Linked DNA regions of Anas platyrhynchos: region 1 is linked to region 2. Evidence: chromatin contacts called from public Hi-C data. All regions are on one chromosome and are shown on one strand. The core of a region is the stretch at or near the end of the contact, and the rest is flanking DNA. Distances in the headings are between cores, read along the strand shown.

Region 1 (4,424 bases), core at 1,335-3,834, 160 kb before region 2:
CTAATGGAGCATGAAATACTTGCAGAACTGACAGCAGTGCATAGAGTGAGGTATTTCAGTCAGGTGGTAACTGAGTGCATTTGGAAGATAACAGATTTATCTTGTAGGTATATGACACGATAGCATTTTCATAGAAAGGGTGGTATAGCCTAAAGGCTGATTCCAATGCAACTGCTCTGCTAAAATCTGCAGAGCAGAAAATGAGTGGAGTGTTGAAGTGGAGGGGTAAAGCCCTGTCATTTTGGAAATGAGAGGGCTTCAAAGGGAGCAAAGAAAAGGCACCAAAGGATATGTGTAGGAATTTCTAAATGAAAGCACTTAAAAACTGGATTTTTGAACAGAGGCAGCTCTATTCTTGATATGTGCTTTGGGTTGGGGGTAAGGGAAAAAGGAGCTGCTCAGAAAAGGTCTTTACCCTGCTCTCTTGAGCACGGCTTTCTCAGATACAGCAGCAGCATTAAGTAACAGCAGAGTTTCAGCTCCACCCGCAGGGGCAGAAAAGAAAATGCAAAGCCATCAGATGAGTACAGCTAGCTTAGGGATGTTGTGAATGAGTCTGCATGGCTGTACGGTTTGCATTGTTGTGGCAAATAAACAGGCAATAGAAAACTAGAAGAGAGGTCTGCTGATGGATTTTACAGTGAACCCAGGAAAATCATAACACTGTTTTCCTTCTGATCTGTGGATAGTAACACTATTTCTTCTTAATGTTCAAAATGCTCGTTATTCACTGGTCTCACCCATTGCTTTTTCTCTATGTTTCTTTCTGAAGGCATCTATCTCTCTCGCTATATATTTGTCTTTTCCTGTATTAGGCCCGCTTATGAACTTCATCCAGAATAATTAGCCTTTGTGCTTGTAGATCTTACCTGGGACCCAAAGAATGAAGATGAGAACAAATCTCACTATTGAAATTCTCACTAATGTGGAGTACAGCAGAGAGGATAGTTCCATCTTTTGGCTTTGATTTAAAGGCATGGATTGTCAATTACTACATCTTCACAATGATTGCAAACTGCCATTGAGGTGGTTAAGACTGTTTGCTTGAAAGCAAGATTAATGTTTAGCAGTTTATTCTCCACCTGAAATCATTACCCACAATGTAAAGCATCAGTACACTTCTCTTCAGGGCTTACTGAAAGAAGGTAAGGAAAGAAGAAATTTCTACCTGTATAATAACAGAATGAGGCCAGACATTTTCAGTTCTTTGTGCCATGTCAGCAACAACATAACAGGCTCTGCCTCATCTCTGTCTTGGTACATCTGGCTCCTTGTGTGCTGTAGGCAGGAAACGATGAAGGAGTTAACAGCCATTGCACTAGACAGACTGTGGACTGTTATAAATTCAGTGAACAGCCTGGGGGCTTGAGGCTGAAAGATAATAAGGAAAAAGAAAAAAAAAAAAAAAAAAAGAAAGGAAAAATAAGGCGAAAGGCTTAGGAATACCTTATAGGTTCACACATAAAAAATATCCCCCAATCCTGCATCTAATTGTGTAAGTGATAATTGTGTAAGTAATAATCCTTTATTAAGGAAATGATCCCTCCCTACTCTACTTAAGGAGGGACTGCGTTAACGAAGAAATTAGCAAATAACTGCATCTATTTAATTTCTACTTACTTCATTGCATCCAGTTTGGACAGTGAAATAATAAGCCATTTCTACTTTCTCTTTGTTCCTTTTTCCACTTTTGGTTTCCTAAGTGACATCAAGACTCAGGCTTGTCCCTCTTTTTGACTAAAGGTGAGCAATGAGGCAGAATTTAATCCGGAGTGCATGGTTTTGCACATTTACACAAAAATGCACACAGTTTTGCATGTTTTTAATAATTTTTACTTTTGATAAGTCTAGCTAACTACATTTTGAATAAGTCTCCCTAAAGATCACAGAATCATAAAGGTTGGAGAAGACTCCAAGATCACCCAGTCCAACCAATATCCACTACCAATATCAACCACTAAACCCCTAAGCGCCAGGTGCCAGGTCCAACCTTTCCTTGAACATCCCCAGGGATGGATCGATTAGTTCTGTTTGGTTTTAGTAGAGTTGATCGGACAGTTTTATGCTACCGTCGACAAAGAGCTTCCTCACCAAAAAAGCAAGTTTACTTAGGGAGGATGCAAACACCTGTCCTGCTCGGAAGGGATTTGCCAGGTGTTGGCCAGGGACACAGTGCTCTATTTCTTTTCCCACTTGCTCTAGACAGCTGTGCTGTGTAAGGCGTTAGTGCAAACAACATCTATACCGCAGTGACAGGTCTCGGACAAGAGAGGCTGTGAATGTCCCCCCGCATCCCTGCATCTCCCGAGTTACAGCGCCGTGGCTACACGCGGACATGACGGCGCTGCCAGCCGGCGCCCGCTCCCCTCTCACACGGGCCGCTCCCGGCGGGCTCTGTCACCCAGCGCCCCCAGCACCGCCGGCTCAGCCTCGGGGGCCACCTCTTCCCTCCCAGCCGCCGCCCCGAGCCGGGGGCTGCTCCGCGGCAGCCGGCTCCCGGCCGTGTGGCGGGCAGGCCCCGCGGGCAGCAGATGGCCGCCAGGGCGCGCTGCGGGGCCGGCCCCCGGCGGAGCGCGGCTGCCGGGCGGTGCGGCGGCTCCCGGGGGAGGAGGCCGGGCTGCGGGGGGCTCGGCGGCGGCTCCTCAGCCCCGCGCAGGGGCCGGGAGCTGCCTCGGCCCCGGTGCGAGCGGAAGGAAGCCCCGGCGCGGGGCCGAGCGAGGGAAGGGTCCGGGGTGGAAATTTACCGGGGCGGCCCGCGGTAAAGAGAGCGGGCGGGAGGCGGAGGGAGGGGAGCATCGCCTCGCCTCGCCTCGCCTGGCGGGCAGAGCGGGGGACCAAATGCCCGTGAGGAGGGGCGGCAGCAGCCACCGCCGGGAGAGGAGGCAGCCGCGGCGCAGCCCCCGGGAGGAGCCCGGCCGGGATGCCATGGCCGCGGGCAGCGGGCGCCGGCCGGCCCGCCGGGCGTAGGGCGGCGGGGCTGGGCGGCCCCCGCACGGCGAGGGCCTGATGCAGGAGCGCAGCCCGGCGCCGCGGCGGCGCTGCGGGAGGAGGAGGAGGAGGATGGCGGGGCTGGCGTGGAAGTGGCCGCGCACCCGCCTGCCCGTGGGGGCCAGCGCCCTGGGCGTCTTCGTCCTCTGCTGGCTCTACGTCTTCCCCGTCTACCGGCTGCCCGACGAGAAGGAGATCGTGCAGGGGGTGCTGCTGCAGCAGGGCAAGGCGTGGAGGAGGAACCACACTGCAGTCGCCGGCTTCAGGTACCGCCGGCTCAAGGGCGGCCGGGGACGGGCAGCCCCTCGCCGCCCCAAACTTGGCGCCGTCCCTCCGCTCCTGCCGCCCCCTGCCCGGCCCCGACCCCTCCTGCCCCGCCAAACTTTCGTGGGGGGCTCGCCCCGGGCCGAGCGGCCGAAGGGCCGGGCTGCAGCCGGGTGCCCCTGCGGCAGGGAGGGCTTCCCGGGCGCCCCCGGCCTGAAAGGGGGCGCGGAGGAGATTTGCCTTCCCCCAAAACCCGCTCGAGCGGCTGGGTGAAATGCAGACAGCCCGGGGGTTTCCCTTCCCCTCCCCGCCAGGTGGGAAGCTGGGTTTTCTCCCTGTCCTTTGAGCTGCAGGCGAAAGGTCGGGGTTAGTGGTAGCCAGACTACCTGCAAAAAGGCTCCCTTGCTTTTGTAAATGCCGGAGTGAATCAGATCCCAGTTCCTAGGGGCTTCTGTTCTGGTGCACGGCGCTACTTGGTGTTCTTCGTTGTTTTGCGAATGCAGCTCAACTTGTTTGCTGTGAACTGGAGCCGGCGTGTGATTGCTTAGTATCTTGTCCGCTGGGATAGCAGAAACTTTGCAGCTCTTCAAAAGCACACCCTTCAGCACCTGGAGCTTGCAGAAAATAAAAGCAATGAGAGATGTTAAATTGGTTTGTGTTAATAGAAGCTAGGCCTGAAAGAAGTCCTCCCTTAGATACAGAGCTAGCAAAAAGGTTCTGATGTAGAATCCTTGTTCTAGAGCACAGGGTAGAAAACTGGAAGACACTGGGTTGGTCTCAGTTATTAATTTATCTTAATTCTTTTGTGCCGCAGATTTACATTTTTAGGTAGATTAATCATTTAAAAAAAAAATTACTCTGATAGGTGATACAAGGGAGAGCTCGATGCATTGTTTTTCATGTTTGTAAGCCAAATGTTGCTTTGAAGGTTGACAAAGCTGCTGCAACTTCAGTTTAAAAAATATTTTTTAGTCTATTTCAGCCACATGGTTTACAAACAAAAACTGTGTGGCTTCTCAACTATTCCACCTGCCCAGATGTTTTTTCCACTGTCTAGGTATAGTGGTTATCTCAAGGATGCTTATGGAAGAGAATATCTTTCAATAAAGTGAGCTGTGGTTTCTCATCTGTGTCTTGCTCAGTTGGCACAGTGCTAAATACAATGAACTTTA
Region 2 (4,439 bases), core at 1,631-4,130:
CTGGTCTACTGTAAGTAGTACTAGAATGATTTATTTTGTGACCAGAACTGCAATTTGCCTCCTTCCAGTTCCTAAATTAGCTGCCATCTTTAATAAAGTCAAATGTTTTACAGCACAAAAATAAAACATCTTCACATCTATTCACCTCTGGGTTATCCTCAGTCCTTTCCCTGCAGCTGCTTTCCTGGCCGTGGAGCTCCCAAGGAAATACTGCCACCCGATGTTGCAGACAGGACGAGTTTTGCTAGTCCAAATCCAAACTCAGCAGTTGTGCTCAGACAGATATTTTATTTTATTTTATTTTATTTTATTTTGTCTGTTTGGAGCACAGATGTTGAAACTGCCTGGGCATTTTTCAAAGCTGGCTCCTGTCATGTGGCAGCTGACAATACCCTCACTGGAGCATAGGCAGAACAGTGAAGATCTCTAGGGAGAAAACTGCTTTCTGGGGAGCACCTGTCCACATCAGCATCCTCTGCCAGTGAAAAGCACCTTACATGGAACTGGAGCAGGAGCAGAAAGAGGTGAACTGGAGCAGCCCTTCACTGCTCTCATCATATACTTAAATACAGCCATGCGACTGACAGGGATTTTTCTTCCTTTCAAAGGACAATTAAGCCTTTGTTCTTTTGTTCTTGCTCATGTTAGCCTGGTAGAAGTGGGGAAAATAGTAGCAAAAGAGTTATTTTTCTGTATATTCATTACATTATCATGAAATCAAAGTTAATCACAGGCCCAAACTGCCTGTAGGTTACTGAAGGCTATTGTGAGGTTATTGTGTTTAGACTGACACTGTATCTCAGTACACAGCTCTCTCATGGGAGCTGTGCAAGAGCACCCACACAGAGGTGCCTTTCTGCAGCACTTATTCTACTCTCCCCTCTAAAAGACAGAGTTGAAAATGTGGGAGGGGACATTGAACAGCCTCTTGAAGACAGTGGAAATTAAGGATCGCCGGGCTGCTTGGTGAGGTTCCTGTGAATGTGAGTTCAATGCCATCCTTATGATGCACGTGTGTGGTAAGCATATGATCCTGGGAAAGAGGAGTTGTCTTTACTTGGATAGCATGCCCTACTCAGGGAAACATACTTTTATATGTCCCAGTGCCAGTGCCTCCACAGGAGAAGGTGCTGCTTCGGGAAGAGCTGGTGGCCCTTGTGTACCCCATCTGTGCTGTATTTCAGGGGCTGCCAAGTGCTTTGGAACAATTTAGAATGAAAAGTCATTATTATTTTCCAGACATTACTAGGAGGATGAGAGAAGCACCTGGTTCTTACTATATAACAAACAGTGATACATACTGCAGGCTGGGTGCCATAGCTTCACATGCCTTGCTCTGCAGCCGAGATATATCTTTTAATAGAATATGCTTTTGCAACTCCCTGGAGTCCTGCTGTTCACTTATTTGATTTGTTTTTGTCTCTCATTTCTCTCTCTTTTTCTTTTAATGTCTCAAGACCTACTTAAAAGAGAGAGGAGTTTTTGTTGATTTCCTTTCTAGAACAAGCTGACAATCCTGTATACCAAGACATTCCCCTGCACAGGTATTCTTACTCTTTGAGTCTCTTTTGGTTCATTATGTGTTGTTTGGGAGGAGGTCTGAAATAAGATGTGATAATTCCCTGACTTTCATCCCACAATACAGGTGTTGACACTGAGGCATTCACCAGCACATGTAGCCTACCCCTACTGGCAATGTTTTGCTGGGCTATCTGGGGTCCCTTTTTACCTCCATCGTGCAGCAGTGCACAATGAAATAATTCCTGTAGCCATTCCAGATGGCATTTTCAAGCCTTAGATTGTGATCTGCAGGGAGGTGGGATCTTCCCCTCTCCTGTCACTGATGTTGAAAGTCTCTGCCTTGCATGTTTCTGCATGGCTAAATTAGCAGATCCCTCCACACTCAAGCAGGGCCAGCCAACCCCAACATCCCTGCCTCTTTCTGCACCCCTTGGACAGAGGTAATTTTTGATTTGGCAAAGCATTAAATTTTCTGACTTAGAAATCTGTGAAGAAATTGGAGTGTCAGCAGGTAATTTTATAGCTCTTGGGTTTCTTTCTGCAGCTGTAAATAGCAGAAGAGGCAGACCAGGATTTGTCCCCTCTGAGGATTCTAAATCCTCAAGTGATAAAAGTCAAGACTGTAAATCCTACCTGTATGTATTTTCAGCTAATACTGAAAAACAGATTAAACCAGTAAGAGAAATCTAACAAGCAGAACCCTCTGGACAAAATGTGGTATTGTACATTGACTAGGAAAGCTTGCAGAAATTTTTACTTTTTATAACTTCAGTGATAGAATAACTTAGGAGTGGTATTTATTAAAATAGTGATCTTCTAGATGCTCTGTTCCAGAACAATAAATCAACCAGCGTATCAATCTAACACATTTTTGAGAATCGACTGACAAGTCAAGAACTTGGGTACCTTACTTTCCCTATAAGGGAGAAATAAATATTCTAAGAGGTCTGGAAAAGGGTTGACTAGTTTTAATGTATTGAACCAATTGCTTTTAGAGGTCACCTCCTGTGTGTGTGAAAACAGTTGGACTGTGCCACTGTGTTCACTTGACACATCATCTGTATTGTTTTCCTTTCGTGCCTGCAAACAGGAAAGTACCAAAAGTGCTGACCTGAGAGCTGACAGTATCTGACTTGATCAAAGAGCAAGAATGCGGCAGGCCCACACGGCCCTTTGAGGGAGGGGAGGCCTCTGTGGAAAAGAACTGTATCAGGAGGACCACAAGCAGCCCTTGTGCACACCGGAAACGTGGTGGCCATGTACATCTTAGGCATGACCCCTGTTGACTGCTCACCTACATCAGGAAGGAGCTGATGTCATGATCATTCCTCACCCTCCCCTGCACCTTAACCCTCACTGAGAGCTTTTCTGAAAGAGAAGACAAATCTCCTGACTAAATCCCACAACCTTATTAGGATGGATGTTACTTATGTGTTACTAATGAGAAAATTATCCAGAGAAGGAAGATAATGTGTCGGGTTTGTCTGAGCCACAGTGAAAACCAAGGTCACAGCTGAAATAAAAATATAGTCTCAGTTTACATGCCACATTCATTAGCGTGAAACACATAAACTCAGCAACTGAAAGCAAACCAAATACCTGTTTATGGAGTGTGCTCTTCTGCTTTCCTGTGCTACTCTGTAGATTAGTTGCAGGAAAGCCTCACCAAGTATTTCCTCCAGAGCCACAGAAATAGTCTTCATACTTCTTGTCTCAGAAACTGTGGTCATACGAGAGCAGATAGTAGTGTCATCAGAGGTAGAGGCTGTGTGCAAGTATTGTGAGCAGCAATTCTAGCTCTGCTGGCTCTGCTGGTGACACATCAGCTTTGGTAGAGGAAAAAGGTCAACTATAATTTTCTCTCTGGCCAGTCTCTTTGTAGCAGACATTACAGAATAGATCAGTGCTCTTATTCTCTCAGTGCCACGGTTTACACCCTACTTGAATTCCTGATTTGCTGCCTACCAAAAAGCTGAATTTAAGCACTCTTTTTTTTTTTTTTTTTTAAACATCTTCAGGGGTCCGAACCTCTTGAGTGTTCTCAACAGCCTGTGTTGGGTTGGATCCCTGCCTGTCCAGGACTTCTGCATAAGGCACTAGGAACATCTGAGATCTCTGCCAGGGAAATTGGCAATGAGCACTGAAAGATCCTGCTGTCCTATTGCGATGCTTTGTTTAAAATTGGTCTGTAATGGCCTTCATCATGTGGAGATCATCCCCTGGGAGCTTAGAACATGATGCTCCCCAGCCTTGTCCTGGTTGTACAATGGAGAAATGATACACAGTTGAGAGGCACTGCTCAGGCAGTATCCTGTTCCCAGTGTTGTATCCCTGGTGCCAATTTTAGTCTTTTACAGTGCTCAAAAAAAACAACCAACCAACCAATAAAAAAACGGTTAGGAAACCAACAGGAAACCTGTGAGTTTACTATTTCCAATACTATAATGGGTAACTTTTCCCTTCAGAAAGAAACCTGAAGGAAAGAACGGCTTAATTAAGGTATAGCAATTATTTGAGGCAATACCAGTTTTAGCCACGGAACCTTTGGAAGGCATCACAGTAGGTATTACATGATATCTTATATTATCATGTTATGATCTCAGTCCTAGCTGACGGGTTGAAGGAACCATAAACCCTACCTTAGTATGATGGTTTTTATTTTTATTGTTATTATATATATATATATTTGTATTTTTAAAGATGGTCTGTCAATGAGAGTAACAATAATTCTTGGAAATATATGTGGTGATGAAATAATTTCACTGATAATGTTGTGCACCTCATTTTAACTCTGAAGTTATCTGACTTCATGGATTTCATGATCATTGGATCTTCTGCCACCTGCTAGGTTGAAGAAATCAGGATCTCTGCCTGCCTGTAAGGTTGAAGAAAGCTATATTTGTACTTATTTGCCTCTA

The links. Hi-C and Micro-C count contacts between places; a contact is called where the count stands out from the background.
Region 1: a Hi-C map of subcutaneous adipose tissue shows a contact between it and region 2, with 2.5 times the contacts expected there. The contact joins the promoter of ST8SIA1 here to the enhancer-like site in region 2. A contact is called at or near these places in 4 of 8 Hi-C or Micro-C datasets (liver, skeletal muscle and subcutaneous adipose tissue).

What each region holds. Positions count from the first base shown.
Region 1 is chr1:76,382,831-76,387,254 of IASCAAS_PekinDuck_T2T, reverse strand. ST8SIA1 (ST8 alpha-N-acetyl-neuraminide alpha-2,8-sialyltransferase 1) reads left to right here and starts at 2,584. Exons shown (of 5, transcript XM_027449991.3): 1 at 2,584-3,254. The coding sequence starts at 3,007.
Region 2 is chr1:76,221,137-76,225,575 of IASCAAS_PekinDuck_T2T, reverse strand. All of the region lies in intron 1 of LOC101801341 (sulfotransferase 6B1), which reads left to right. Among named protein-coding and RNA genes, the nearest start is that of CMAS, 110 kb to the right of the region's middle. Within about 2 kb of position 2,880, at least 3 of the 8 cell types and tissues checked have an H3K27ac peak or open chromatin away from gene starts, as enhancers often do.